2 separate regions of the Sus scrofa genome follow, and region 1 is linked to region 2. Evidence: chromatin contacts called from public Hi-C data. All regions are on one chromosome and are shown on one strand. The core of a region is the stretch at or near the end of the contact, and the rest is flanking DNA. Distances in the headings are between cores, read along the strand shown. Region 1 holds the start of MINDY1 (ubiquitin carboxyl-terminal hydrolase MINDY-1). Region 2 holds the start of RFX5 (DNA-binding protein RFX5).

Region 1 (2,773 bases), core at 227-2,726, 320 kb after region 2:
TTTCTATCTATATATTACACTGACCATCTGGTTGACATTTTAAATCACACTGGGCAAAAACGGCTTTTCAACTTTCTCGAATTCTCTACTTTAACAAACGGTCCCATTGCAATCACAATTTTGTGATTATCCATGTTATAAAAATATTGGAATATGAAAACATCGTAATAATCTTTGGCCTCTCTTCTTAATTCCTACAGCCTCTTGCCAACTCCAGTTGCTGCCATTACAACTCTATAGCCTCTTTTTTTCTATAGCGTCAGCAAATTCTCTTTCTTTTTCCGGACTGTTGTAACTTGGGTTTCTGCTCACCTGCCTCCCTAATTGTTCCAAATGCCCCTGCAGCCTTCAGAGTTGTTTGAAGTTTCATCCTGGAGCAGCCATGTAAGTAGAGCTTGGGGGAACCTTTCAGAATGTAGAGTTGGGTTCCAACCACATTTAACTACCACCTTCCAGCCCCAGGGTAGTGCAGAATACTGCAGAAAATGTGCTTTTTTTTTTTTTTTTTTGTCTTTTTGCCTTTTCTAGGGCCGCTTCCTGTGGCATATGGAAGTTCCCAGGCTAGGGGTCTAATCGGAGCTGTAGTCGCCGGCCTACGCCAGAGCCACAGCAACATGGGATCTGAGCCTTGTCTGTGACCTACACCACAGCTTAACCCACTGATCAAGGCCAGGGATCGAACCCGCAACCTCATGATTCCTAGTCGGATTCGTTAACCACTGTGCCACAATGGGAACTCCGTGATAAATGTACTCTTTTCATCAAATGTTCCCTCATTTATTAATGAATCCCTTTGTTTCCTACCACCAACCTCACACCAGTTTTTCCTGCTCCCCAAGCTCGGAATTGAGAGGAGGTGATAGATGAGAAGCTGAGGCCTGTGGTGGGAACAAGGACCGGAGCAGAGGGATATTGAAGCTCCTGCTTGCTCAGCTAGTTTTCTCCCTGCTTCACTCTTCCCAGAGCCTGGGGCTTCTTACACACCCTCTCTGCACTACCAGGGGCATAGCCCAACTGGTTTCTAGACTAAAAAAGTGAGCAAATACGTGTATGTGTTACTGGGTCACCTTGCTGTGCAGCAGAAAATTGACAGAACACTGTAAATCAGCTATAATGGAAAAAATAAAAATCATTATTAACTATAAAAAAAAAAAGTGAGGGAGTTTCTGTTGCGGTGCGGCGGAAACGAATCCGACTAGGGACCATGAGGTTGCGGGTTCGATCCCTGGCCTTGCTCCGTGGGTTAAGGATCCTGGCATTGCCGTAGGCTGTGGTGTAGGTGGCAGATGCAGCTCAGATCCTTTGTTGCTGATCTGATTAGATCCCAGCCTGGGAACTTCCATGTGCCGCAGGTGCGGCCCTAAAAAACAAAAAACAAACAAAAAAGAGATATAGTAAGGATTTTGAAAGGATAAGGATTTTTCACTTTAAATGAGTAATTATGCTAATATCACGCTGTCTGGCCTGCCTCTGTGGATCCAGAGCAAAGGACTTTTGTACCTAGAGAGAAAGCCCAGATCCAACAAGCTGCTGCTGTCCGGCCCTGCTCCTCCTCCCCACTCAGCAAGGGCCCTTGCTTTTCCCTCTTCTCACCAGAGAGGCACAAGCGCTCCGTCCCTTCCAGCGGCAGGCGGAGGGAGGAGAAAGGGTCTGTTGTTTTTCTCTCCTGTTTCTCTCTCTCTCACTGCTGATCACCAAGCTGCTGACCAGGTCAGAAAGCCCTAATGGAAATCCTCCAGTGCTGGCCTGGCTCCTCCTCCTCCCAGAAGCTTGTCCTTGACTGATTTTTCTTTGTCCCGACGGGAAAGAGAGAGAGAGAGAGAGAGAAAGAAGAAAAAAGAAAACCCACAAACTTCCTTTGAAAACCAGCTCGCTAGACTGGGCCTGGAGCGCACGCCCTAGACTCGGCGACTCAGAAATCCTGGAGACGCTCTGAGCGACCTGGGAGTACCTGGGCTGCACTCCTGCCGGTCTCCACCCTCTTCCAGTGCCCCCGGCCGGCCGTGGGCGTGAGTCCGGAAGTGGCCACCATCCGGCCAAGACTGCTGCGCACAAACCCGTGTAAACCTGTGCGAGCTCTGGCTTTGACAGCTGGAAGGCAGCTGGGAGTGTGGTGGCGCCCCTCACTGCACCCACCTGCCCCATCGTATTGCCAGAGCTGCACCCTCCTTCTGTGTCCTGGAACAGCACCCACTTCTTTAAGGTAAAAACTTTGAACCATTTCCTTCACCTCTTCTCCTAATCCCCAGTCCTCTGTTTCCTCTTTAGCCCTGGGGAGGTGACACTGACTGTTCTTCCACGTTGGGTCTCTACACGTTTAGATTTTGAGAGGCGTTCAGGCAGAAGGAATATGTAAAAGACGCTGCTTGGGTCCCTGTATTTCTTCCTTTTAATGACACCTTCCCCCTCTCCCTTGCTAGCACGTAGACAAGGCACCGTCGTTGACTTAACTCTGAGGAGAACTTCTAAACCATTAGTTCTGTGACGATTTGCATCAGAGCGAGAAAGAGATTAGAGGGGGACAGTAAAGCACTTGAGGGGAGAGTAAAGTTCCTAGGGAGTGCGGGTGGGGGGCGTCTTGTGGAAGCTGGGTACCAGTTGTATATGCTTCTTCCAACTTTTGGCTACTTACTGCCGCTGGCTAGGGGTGGGTCTGGGCTGCTTTACCTCTCACTCACCACCAGAGGATAATTCCAGCTGGAGAAAATGTGTTGGATTTAAGAGGAAAAAGAAAGAGAAATCCTGATTTGTTTGAGTACCTGTGCTCCCTCAT
Region 2 (3,152 bases), core at 636-3,135:
TCACTTCTCCAAATCTGTTTCCTTGTCTATCAAATGGAGGCAATACTAGTTCTTGCTGCAAAATGAGGTCTTTTTTTTTTTTTTTTTTTTTGTCTTTTTGCCATTTTCTTGGGCCTCTCCTGCAGCATATGGAGGTTCCCAGGCTAGGGGTCCAATCGGAGCTGTAGCTGCCGGCCTACGCCAGAGCCATAGCAATGCGGGATCCAGCCGCGTCTGCAACCTACACCACAGCTCACGGCAACACCGGATCCTTAACCCACTGAGCAAGGCTAGGGATTGAACCTGCAACCTCATGGTTCCTAGTCAGATTTGTTAACCACTGAGCCACGACGGGAACTCCAAAATGAGGTCTTTATATTTTTAATTTTTATTTTTTTGCTTTTTAGGACTGCCCCTGAGACATATGGAAGTTCCCATGGCTAGGGGGTGAATTGGAGCTACAGCTACTAGCCTACCCCACAGCTTACTGCCATGCCAGATCCTTAACCCACTGAGTGAGGCCAGGGATCAAACCCACATCCTCATAGATACTATTCTGATTCCTTTCTGCTGTGCCACAATGGGAGCTCCCCAAATGAGGTCTTTAATATTTGGTATGGTGTCTGGCACACAGTATCCACCAAATACATTTTAGCTGTTACTAGAAAACCTTCTTTCCAGTATATCCTCATTCCCGCAACTCTGCAATCATTCCCCCAACTCTGCAATCAATCCCCTGGGTTCCCTCCAGGAAGCTGGTAGTAGGGAAATGGAGGCTCCAATGGGCCATGGTAATGAGATCAGGCAACATTGCCAGCCTCTTTACAAAAGCACAGTGATGATGAGACTGGAGAATGTATAAGTCAGGATCACAAATATGGCTTTGTGTGTAACATAGCTGCTGTGCAAAAAAAAAAAAAAAAAAAAAAAAAAAATACTGTCCATTCACAGCGTGGCTAACCTGGAGTCCCCGTGACTTCTGACCTTAGATGCACCACTCGGTCTGTACCTGCATTTTTCATGCCAGAGAGTCCCTTGAATTTATTTGACTCTTGGCCTTAAAAAGCCTTAACTAAGAGGGTTAAGAACTCATGACCTTTCAGTAACAATGTTCTCTGAAGAGAAAAAGGTCAGTTCCTGTGGGCATCCAGCACCCTCTGGGGGAGTCAGTCAAAATTCCAGTGTTCACTGAGTGCAGAACTGTGGGGATGCAAAGGCATTAACAACTCTTTGGAAGAAAATAAAGTACACACGGGAAACTTATGAACACTAAAGGCACTTTAGTTTAATGTGGTACAGCTGCTGAGGTTTGGAGGCCTCCATCAATGAGTAATGTGAGCCTGTGTTTGCAGGTTTGTTGTGTCTATTTGGTTGTGTTGGGTGGTGGGGGCAATGGTTCAACTTGTTTTTCATCAGAAGTGGGTAATGTGAGCTCATATCGAACTTCCATCACTACTTCCTATAATTTTCTAGTGATTTTATCATCCATTGAGTCTTTTCTTCCAGTAGCTGCGATCACCGAAAGCAAAACTGAAAGACGGCACGAGAAAAGAAAGCTCCAAAAGAAGCCGAGCGCCCAGTCTTTCGTCCTGCGGTCCCTTTAAGAGAAGAACCTCTTGGGACCGGCAGTCCCAACCGACCCCAGTTTTAACCGAAACCTAACCCGGACTTCCCCCTCTTGACTCAAATAAGACCAACTTTGGATTTTCCCTCCCCTATTGACCAATCGGATTCTGTTACCAGGCAGACTTTAGCTGCCGCCGGTACGAGACCGGCGCCTACTGTCTCCGGGTGGCAGCAACGACCAATGATAGAGCGGGCAGTACGAGTATCTAGGCAGATCGGGGCTGTTCCAGCCATTCAGAAAAAAGAAAATAAAGCAACGCACGAGCCCGCTGGGCCAGGACCGTGGGGCTGGGCTGAAGTGAAGGTGGCTACGAGGTAGTTTCTCTTTCTCCCTTACCTTTAATGTTGCTTGTGTTGGAAGGCGACTGTTGAAAGGTAGGGAGGGGGCAATATGAGTTGGGAGGAGCGCAGAAAAATATTTTGGCTGTATTTTCAACGGCTTCTTCACCCATGTGCACGTGCCCCGAGTCTGGGACCCCATTCTCCCTACCGGGTTCATACGCCCAGCCCAGGAGTTCCGCAGCCCTGAACTCCCCCTCCCCCCCACTTTGCTGCAACGAGGGATTGAATAGAGGGGGAAGGGAGGGAAGTGGGGGCGCGCATCAGGATGGGATGTTGAGGGAGGTGACGTAGGGGCCTGCGACGTGGGGAGGGGGAGCTGCGGGGGAAGCCGTGGCGAGATTAAATAATGAGAACTTGGGCCCAGTTTTTTCCAAGCCTGGAAGGCAGAATATGTTCGTATCCTTTCTAACCTCCCAGGCCGATTCAGTGATGCGGACTATATTAGAGAATTAAAGAACTTTGTCTTGTGGTGGTTGTTTTTGAGGGGAAGGAAGGATGGCAGTAGCGGGGTCAGAAGCAGAAAGGAAAATTTCTAACGTGATTCCCAAACCCCCATCTCTTCCTTTACGGTTTTCCACTTTTAGCAGACTGCAGAAAGGTGGGGCAGATAGAATGGAGATGGCAAAGATCTCTTGGGGTATAGATGGGCCTGGAGAAGTACTGGAAGAATTTATAACGTTTGGAAAAGATAAGTGGTGGGGAAGAAAAAAAGACCACTGGAGCAATTCTGAGGCTTTTTTTTTTTCTGCTTGTCTCTCTTTCTGGGTAGAGAGGAGAGGAGTGGTCCTGGGGCCTCCATGAGGGGAAAGGAAGTTAAATCTTCATGTCCTGTCTTCTCTCACCTCTAGCCCTCATGCCAGGATGGCAGAAGATGAACCTGATGCTAAAAGCCCAAAGACAGGGGGAAGGGCCCCCTCAGGTAGTGCCGAGGCAGGGGAACCCACCACCCTTCTTCAGAGGCTCCGAGGTACCATTTCGTAAGTACTCATCACCATCTCCAAACCTCATTCCAGACCTGGGTATCCACCCCTGTAAGCACTTACTGTCTCTCTCGACAATCTGCCATTCCCCAAGCAAGTGTATCCCATCAGGGGAGCGTCTTCATCATCATAGCAGTTCTTGAGCACCTGCTGGTTTTTTCAGCCCTCTTCCTCTCCCTGGCAGAAAGACCCAGGGATGGGGAAAATTTTTGTGTATGACCTCCA

What was found. Hi-C and Micro-C count contacts between places; a contact is called where the count stands out from the background.
Region 1: a Hi-C map of liver shows a contact between it and region 2, with 4 times the contacts expected there. A contact is called at or near these places in 1 of 47 Hi-C or Micro-C datasets (liver) and 1 of 2 datasets of targeted methods (alveolar macrophages).

The regions. Positions count from the first base shown.
Region 1 is chr4:98,217,140-98,219,912 of Sscrofa11.1, forward strand. It overlaps MINDY1 (ubiquitin carboxyl-terminal hydrolase MINDY-1), which reads left to right and starts at 1,477. Exons shown (of 10, transcript XM_001929665.7): 1 at 1,477-2,203. PRUNE1 (protein prune homolog) reads right to left here and starts at 1,723. Exons shown (of 9, transcript XM_013997183.2): 1 at 1,594-1,723.
Region 2 is chr4:97,900,585-97,903,736 of Sscrofa11.1, forward strand. It overlaps RFX5 (DNA-binding protein RFX5), which reads left to right and starts at 1,886. Exons shown (of 10, transcript XM_005663455.2): 1 at 1,886-1,980; 2 at 2,796-2,924. The coding sequence starts at 2,809.